3 separate regions of the Mus musculus genome follow, and all the other regions are linked to region 2. The links are chromatin contacts, called in public Hi-C and Micro-C maps. All regions are on one chromosome and are shown on one strand. Each heading gives the region's core, a stretch centred on a gene start, on an enhancer-like site or on the middle of the called end of the contact. The rest is flanking DNA. Distances are from core to core; before and after follow the strand shown.

The links. Hi-C and Micro-C count contacts between places; a contact is called where the count stands out from the background.
Region 1: a Hi-C map of gonadal supporting cells shows a contact between it and region 2, with 2.3 times the contacts expected there. The contact joins two enhancer-like sites. A contact is called at or near these places in 7 of 39 promoter capture datasets (the 3T3-L1 cell line, 3T3-L1-derived adipocytes, cranial neural crest and 4 more), 1 of 15 datasets of contacts at CTCF or cohesin (embryonic stem cells) and 7 of 484 Hi-C or Micro-C datasets (Sertoli cells, adipose-derived mesenchymal stem cells, brown adipocytes and 4 more).
Region 3: a contact with region 2 is called in a Micro-C map of muscle stem cells, with 8 times the contacts expected there. The contact joins two enhancer-like sites. A contact is called at or near these places in 5 of 15 datasets of contacts at CTCF or cohesin (the NIH/3T3 cell line, embryonic stem cells, hippocampal excitatory neurons and 2 more), 128 of 484 Hi-C or Micro-C datasets (the AML12 cell line, the AtT-20 cell line, B cells and 78 more), 10 of 115 datasets of contacts at active chromatin or transcription factors (the NIH/3T3 cell line, PVALB interneurons, T-cell acute lymphoblastic leukemia and 7 more) and 3 of 9 other capture datasets (adipose tissue, embryonic stem cells and liver).

What each region holds. Positions count from the first base shown.
Region 1 is chr4:56,666,868-56,669,567 of GRCm38.p6, forward strand. All of the region lies in intron 5 of Gm34687 (a long non-coding RNA gene), which reads right to left. Among named protein-coding and RNA genes, the nearest start is that of Gm26144, 11 kb to the right of the region's middle. Within about 2 kb of position 1,419, at least 8 of the 459 cell types and tissues checked have an H3K27ac peak or open chromatin away from gene starts, as enhancers often do.
Region 2 is chr4:55,252,418-55,255,117 of GRCm38.p6, forward strand. It overlaps the pseudogene Gm12508. Among named protein-coding and RNA genes, the nearest start is that of Gm34231, 46 kb to the left of the region's middle. Within about 2 kb of position 1,409, at least 33 of the 459 cell types and tissues checked have an H3K27ac peak or open chromatin away from gene starts, as enhancers often do. A contact at or near this core is called in muscle stem cells, where this site is marked.
Region 3 is chr4:53,885,202-53,887,901 of GRCm38.p6, forward strand. It overlaps the pseudogene Gm12468. Among named protein-coding and RNA genes, the nearest start is that of Tmem38b, 61 kb to the left of the region's middle. Within about 2 kb of position 1,345, at least 17 of the 459 cell types and tissues checked have an H3K27ac peak or open chromatin away from gene starts, as enhancers often do. A contact at or near this core is called in muscle stem cells, where this site is marked.

The DNA.
Region 1 (2,700 bases), core at 169-2,668, 1.4 Mb after region 2:
TTTTTTTTTAATGTAGTATATCCCAATAGAAAGAGTATCAAGCTAGAGAGACAGCTCAGCCAGTAGATGCGCTTGCCACTGAGCCAGATGACCTGAGTTCATTCTCAGGAACCTTTGTGGTAGAAGAGACCAAGCCGGGCGTGGTGGCGCACGCCTTTAATCCCTGCACTCGGGAGGCAGAGGCAGGCGGATTTCTGAGTTCAAGGCCAGCCTGGTCTACAAAGTGAGTTCCAGGACAGCCAGGGCTACACAGAGAAACTCTGTCTCAAACCCCCCCGCCAAAAGAAGAGGAAGGAGGAGGAAGAGGAGGAGGAGGAAGAGGAGGAGGAAGAGGAAGAGGAAGAGGAAGAGGAAGAGGAAGAGGAAGAGGAAGAGGAAGAGGAAGAGGAGGAGAGACCAATAGCCCCAAGTTGTACTGGAGAGATAGCTCAGCAGTTAAAAGCACTGACTGCTCTTGCAGCGGTCCTGTGTTCAATTCTCAGCAACCACAAGGTGGCTTACAACCATCTGTAACAGAATCTGATGCCCTCTTCTGGTGTGTCTGAAGACAGCAACAGTGTACTCATAAAAATTAAAATAAATAAATATTTTTTAAAAGCCACAAGTTATTCACATGTGAGCCATGGCTCACATAATGCATGCATGCATACATACATATATACATACATGTAATTAAAAAGAAAATAAAGACAGTGTCAGGGTATTTTCATGATCAAAGGGACCTTGGACACATATTTATAAACAATGTATGATTGGGGCAGACATTGATGAGTTTCAGATAAACAGTTCTAACTGAGCCATGCCTAAAACATGCATCCTTTAAAAGACCCGCCTCTAAAATGTAGTGTGTACCATCCATTTGTTGAATGACACATTTTGACAATATGCAAAGATACATGATCGAAATTTATATCACCAAATGAGCACAGCTTCCAAAATGATGAATTACAGATGAATCGTGACTTCTGGCAGATTACTTCAAAACTGAAGCACAATTGGGTGCTGTGGGTCTGTGGGTGCTCATCTTGACAGCTTTGTGGGGTTTCAGTGAAAATCCTCCTCCAGTACAGACTCTCCAAGGGTCTCACATCCTTTAAATGAATTGCAACCATTTAAATATGATAACCCCTGTCACATGTGGGCCTCTCTCAGAGAGTAGATGTTCCTTTCAACACTGGATAAACTCAAGCAAGCATCTGGACCATGGAAGACTATTTCTCAACCTTCATCTTTCCTTTCCTAAGATTATATCAATTTTGTCTTTTCATTTTTAATTTTTATGTGATGTTTTCTCTTTCTCTTTCTGGAATTAATTCACTACATACAAAAAGAAGACTAGCCGACTATGTGGTACACAGCTATAATCTCTGCTCTGAGTTTGAAGCCAGGCTGGGCTACATTGCAAGACCTTGACTAACAAAACCAAAACAAAAGAGGACTGAAATTTTTTCTGTACAAAGCCAGATACTACATATCGTCCCCATGGCCTCTGATACAGCTCACTGTAGCATGTCAACAAACACAAAAAGTACACTGTGAAAGTGAATTAACATGGTTGTGCCTCGACAAAACTTTATTTATAAATACAGATCCTGCACCAGGTTTGGTAGCTTACATTTCCTTATTAGAGGATCTCTGCCTCCAGCCCCAACATCACATGTGCTGAAAATGAGACTCAGCCAGAGGCTGTCATTTGACAGACAGGAATCTGAAACCAGGTGTCTGTATTCCAAGTCAGGAATCACCCCTCCTCTGCAAACTGTTGAATCTACCAAGAAACCTGCAGCCACAAAAGAGAGCATCCATAGAGAGAGAATAGGAACGATTTGTTAGGTTTCGGGCATAATGACTCTCTTTGGCACTGAGTCACTAGGTTCCATGATTAAGGTGGCCTGAAGGTTTTCCTCCATTCCCAAGGGATGTATCATCAAAGCAAATAGAAAGATTTGAGCAAGTGGGAATCTGCAGAACTGGAAATTTATCAAAGTTCCCTGTTCCCCTCACATGTGTGGCAAATATGGTTCATCACAAAGAAATGTCTACTTTGAGACAGTCTCACATGCAACCCAGGCTATCCTTGAACTCTTGTTTTGGCCTATGGATGCTAGGATTATAGCATAGACCACCATGCCCAGCCACAAAGTACATCCCTGTGGTTGTTTGATTGGTTGCCATGTAACTGTGAAATTGAACTGGGTTTTGTTTTGTTTTCATTTTTGACATAGGGCAGCCCTGGCTGCCCTGGAACTCTCTATGCAAACTAAATTGTCCTTGAACTCACAAAGCTCTGCATGCCTCTGCCTCCCTAGTGCTGGGATAAAAGGCACATAGCATCATGCCTAGCTGTGATGGTTTGTATATGCTTGGCCCAGGGAGTGGCACTATTAGGTGTGGCCCTGTTGGAGTAGGTGTGGCCTTGTTGGAGTAGATGTGTCACTGTGGGTGTGGGCTTTAAGACCCTTATCCTAGCTGCCTGGAAGCCAGTCTTCTTCTAGTGGCCTTCAGATGAAGAGGTAGAACTCTCAGCTCCTCCTGCATCACACCTGCCTAGTCACTGCCATGCTCCCACCATGATGATAATGGACTGAACCTCTGAACCTGTACACCATCCCCAATTAAATGTTTTCCTTATAAGAGTTGCCTTGGGAGAAAGTAGGAAAACCCACGAAGATATGGGTACAGGGGAAAAATTCCTGAATA
Region 2 (2,700 bases), core at 159-2,658:
AAAACTTTCCAGCACACCAGGACTGTCTTTAGTGGTAGCCAACAAGAGGACACAGTCCCAGCTAATCACAAACACTTTTCATGATCTTGCAAAATCCATGACACCTCAGGAGAGACGGGAGAGGAACTGGTTATTTCTATGGGAAAGTTGTAGCGTGAAGAGCGCTTAAAGGGGACCATAGCTGGGTGGGTTCCCTGGGCAACCTCATGTGAGTACGTCACTCTCTATGCTTGAAGCAGCAAAAATAGAATTGGGAAGCTAAACTGAGGCCTATTACCATAGCTACCTACTATCCCCTGTCCCTATTCTCCATGAGGGTCTCATGTTATCGTTGTTTGACATGTTGTTTTCTGTTATCGTTCTGAACAGTAGCTCTCAAAGCAAAGGCTGTTTGTTCTTGAACCACACTATGTAGCTGAAGGCAGCTTTGAACTCCTGATTCTCCTGCTTCTGCCTCCCCAGTGCTGGGATTACAGTTACGTGCCACCATGCTGGGTGTCTATAGTGCTGCAACACAGATAAGGATTACCCACTGTGGTGATACCGAAGTCCCTGAGGTATGACAAACCCCCAAAGCCCTTTCTTTCTGCCATTACATTGGGACCTGACAATGGTGTTCCATGATAAGTCTATTTCACAGAACAGGAGGTTCAGTGCCAGGGAAATTCAGGCTTTACTTAGAAGGAAGCTGGTTAGTTCGGTGGTGTCTAGGTCGCAGCAATGGATCTTCAAATTCCGGTCATTCCCGTGTTTCTGGGAACTAACAGGCTGGGCTCTTATCAAAAACCCCTCAGCCCAAGTGACAGGCATGTCATTTAACCCACCAGTGACATTTTTCTCTGTAAATAAAAAATAACAATCATCTTCTGGGTGATGTCACCATGGAATAGCCAATAAAAATGATTAAAAAGCAATCGGCAGCCGGGCGCACGCCTTTAATCCCAGCACTCGGGAGGCAGAGGCAGGTGGATTTCTGAGTTTGAGGCCAGCCTGGTCTACACAGTGAGTTCCAGGACAGCCAGGGCTACACAGAGAAACCCTGTCTTGAAAAAACAAAACAAACAAACAAACAAAAGCAATCGGCAACAATGAAATCAAACACATAATAAGAGGGTAAATAGCTATGTTCTCGTTGTCCACGAGAACTTAGATATAATTAAAAAAAAAAAGACCAATTCCTGGGTGTCTGAATGAATTTGTGGGAGTCATTAGTGAGATGGAAAGAAAACTATATTTTCTTGATGGTTTTATTAATAAGGAAAAAATGTAAAAGTATATTGTGTGTCAAAAAAATGAGATTTTTCTAGTACCATATGGCAAATTAATCACTAAGGCTCTCTCATGGCTCAGACACACTTAATATGTTCTCTGTGGTGTGTGTACAGAAAACCTGTACAATTCCATTACAGTGACTATTAAATGATTCATCAGGGCCACTTCCCCAGTAGACGAAGAATCTGCTGCTTATTCATGCTTCCCTCTTGGTAAGCTTTATTATCTCAACTGTGTTTGCCAGTGACTAATTAGAGGTGATGGTACCAGCTAATTGCTGGAAATTTTCAGAACGGCGCAAAGTATTTATTTCGAGGTGGGGGAGGGCAGGTGGGGCGTTACAGTTCCATCTCTGGCAGCAGAAGAGAAGAGAGTATGTTAACAACGACGATGCACGGTTGTGGGCTCTGAAGAGGCTGGGAGCACTTAAACAAGCAGGATGATTGGCTGATAGTCTGCATCTGGAACTGAGATATGAAGATTGCTTTCGATACCCAGGGCGATGCAGGCCACAGCTGGGGTCAAGCTTTGTGGCTTTAAATTCCAGAAGTTTGCGTTTGCCCTTGAGAACCCTTTCTTGGGCTGACGAGATGGTTCTGTTGGTTAAGTGTTTGCTGTGTAATCGTGAGGACTTACAAACAAACAAACAAACAAACAACCTGAACACAATGCCATGCACTGCTAATCCCACCTCTGGGAGAATGGAGACAGATCTCAGAGACTTGCTGGCTAATTAATGTGTTCCAGGTCAATGAACCCTGAACAATGAGACCCTGTCTCACAAAACCAAGGTAGTTTATGTCTTGAGGTACGATACCTGGGGTTGGTTGCTGGCCTACAAATACACACACACCTGAGTCACACACACACATGCACACACGAGCACAAAAAGAACCTTTTCTCTCATAACCCTTGACCTGAGAAAGTCTTGGTGATGACAAATAAAACCAGTCTCACTGGGGATGTCAGAGGCAGGCGTGGCAAGAGCAGGTATGTTCTAGGTGATAAGAAAAAGTGCGTTCGGGAGCCGCGGGTTACCGTGCAGACGCGGCCAAGTCCAAGAACCACACCACACACAACCAGTCCTGCAAATGGCACAGAAATGGCATCAAGAAACCCCGGTCGCAAAGATACAAATCTCTTAAGGGAGTTGACCCCAAGTTCCTGAGGAATATGCGCTTTGCCAAGAAGCACAACAAGAAAGGCCTGAAGAAGATGCAGGCCAACAATGCAAAGGCAGTGAGTGCGCGCACTGAGGCCATCAAGGCCCTGGTGAAGCCTCAGGCCATCAAGCCCAAGATGCCAAAGGGCCCCAAACTCAAGCGGCTGGCTTTCATCGCTCACCCTAAGCTTGGGAAGCGGATTCGAAGCTACATGGCCAAGGGTCAGAGGCTCTGCCAACCGAAGCCTAAGGTCCAAACCAAGGCA
Region 3 (2,700 bases), core at 95-2,594, 1.4 Mb before region 2:
TGCTGAACTCTAGGTCTTTGTGGGAAAAAGTTTTAAGTCACGGGTCTAATAACTGTTTTCTTAACACCCTTTAAAAATAAGTGAAAATACTTACAACCTTTTCAAAATAATGACTTGTCAATAGATTGCATAAAATATAAATTATAAATATGTGGACACAAACATAAAATATAGCTTACATCTGTATTACATTATATGTAGAATATAGACTTTTAAAAAAAACCTTTATGGACTGTACAAACATAACATTTAAAACTCTGGAATGAAGAAAAGGTGATTAGTAAGTAAATTTGCTGAAAAGCTAATTCTTCCTATTCTAAGTTGCTGTGCACTTAAACCACTGAACTTTTCTTCCCAGTTTTGGGTAGAGGATGGAAGACTGAGGCCAAGCAGTCAGTCTCTTCCAGCCTTGAAAACAGCGATAAGTTTACTCAGTGTAAAAATACTCATGAAAATGAGGGTGTTCCCTAGAGATGTGAGGATCAAAAATGTTGAAAAATGTTGCTGGAATACAGAGGATGTGTTATGTTTAGATTAAGAGCAAGCCCAGTTGGAGAGGACCAGTGTCCCTTGCTGCCCGTGGTGGTGACGTTGAATAGAGGCAAGCTTTGAGGTGGGATCAAGTTTACCTGGGGAGTGTGAGAACTTTCATCGTTCAGAGTCCACAGTACCATGGAGATGCTGAGCAAACTGATCGGGATGTGGCGCCTTGTTTTTGTTTCTAATCTCTGCTCCTTCCTCACAGGCATCCCTCTAAGCAATGGGGTTCTTTTCTATCCAAAACTGATGGAAGAAGAATATCTCCTAAAAAATTTCAGCAAATCGGAGTGTAAGCGGGCACACTGTCAGTATGGTAACCCAGAATAGACTTCTTGCTGCAGGCAGGGGTCAGTGGGGTCAGAGGGCATCAAGGATGGTGCCTTCCACCTGCTCCCCATCCTTAAATCCTTCCCAGAGGCTGGCTGGTGAATAAGCACCCCTAATCTCACAGTCCCCCTCCACCTCACGCAAGAGGCAGATCAGCCTATCTCTTCATGAATCTCCTTACAGTAGACCTTTCTTCTGAAGTGTAAGCTTCAGTGACCACCAGGGTCATGAAGAGAATGGCCGAGAAAGGTCTGACCTAGTGAATGCTGTGGTAATTTAGGGAGAAGAGGATAACTTGAAAGGAATACCAGAGATGTGAATTCCAAGAGAACGTTCTTATGAAGTGCTAAGAGAATACTAGAATCAAGAGGCACCCAGGGAGGGCCAGGAAGAAGTTGACTGCTTCTGGAATGAAGGCGGGTCCTCTGCACAGCCGTAGCTGCCCCTGCAGGAGTGATGTGAATGGATATTGCTGACCGCTGTGCCTGGAAGCGCTGGCTTGAGAGTGGGTGTCAGGCAGTCTGGGTTTAAGTGCAGCCTGTGCTACGGCAGGGGCACTGACTCGATGCCTTGGGCTTTACGTTCGCTTCCTTCTGGCTCCAAGCCACCGTGGGACTGGGGATGCGTTTGAGGAGGGCATAGCAGGAAATCTTTGCCTGTTTGATTCTTTTGCCTGTGTGAGTCCTTCAAGGCATTCCTTCAATTCTCTGGGTTAAACGCTCCAATTTTAGTCAGAGGCATTTTTCTTCCTTTGGATCTGAAGACAGGAAGTAAAGGATTCGAGAAGACCCTTTCTTTCACTACCCTCTCACGTCGTCTCTGACGATTCCCAGACTGGTTCTTTCTTGGCAAAGCTTCAGTACTGGACAAATAAAGCTCGCTCCTAAAGTTAGAGCCTAGGAAAATCAATGCAAAGTTTATGGAGTAATTCTGCAGCCCAGGAGGCATGGCGATGTGCCGGACGCAGCAAAGCATGTTCGCCTCCCTCCGAAATAGGTCTTAAAAGTGAAAGGAACATTAAAATATCAATTCCTAATAAGAATCATGTGGATACTTTCTTCCATTAAATGGTCCAGTCTGTTAAGGGGAGGAAAGAGAGTAGGAAAATAAAAAGAGACATGGAAGTGAAAAACAATAGGAGCAGAAAAAAAAAAAACCTGGGTGGCAGAGACCAGGGTGTTGTTGATGTCCGCTGGCTAGACAGCCTACCTAAAGGACTACAGTATCCAGGATCAGCAAGAGACCCTGTCACAAGAGGATAAGGTGGAGAGTGCTAGAATAGGACCTCTGACACCCTCCTTTGGCCTATGCATGTAAAGGAGTTTGAACTTGCACACACTGATATCACACACATTTGCAAGTGTACATTCTTACATACATACATACATACATATATACATATCAAATGCCCCATGTATACACTATAGCTATACACTACAGCTTAGCAAGGCAGTGAGGTGCAAGAAATGTGAATCTTCCTGCAGTGAACTCTGAACTTACTAAACATAATTTAGCAATACAGTTGTAGGGGAGGTAAAGGTTATATGTAAAGAAATGATATTTCAGGGCTGGAGAGATGGCTCAGCGGTTAAGAGCACTGACTGTTCTTCTGAAGGTCCTGAGTTCAAATCCCAGCAACCACATGGTGGCTCACAACCATCCATAGTGAGATTTGATGCCCTCTTCTGAGATGTCTAAAGACAGCTACAGTGTACTTACAGGTAATAAATAAATAAATCTTTAAAAGAAAAAGAAATGATACTTCTTTAAAGGGGAAAATATTGTCCCTTTCAAAATAAAGGGCAGCATCGAGAAAAGTCTGGAGGGAAGGGA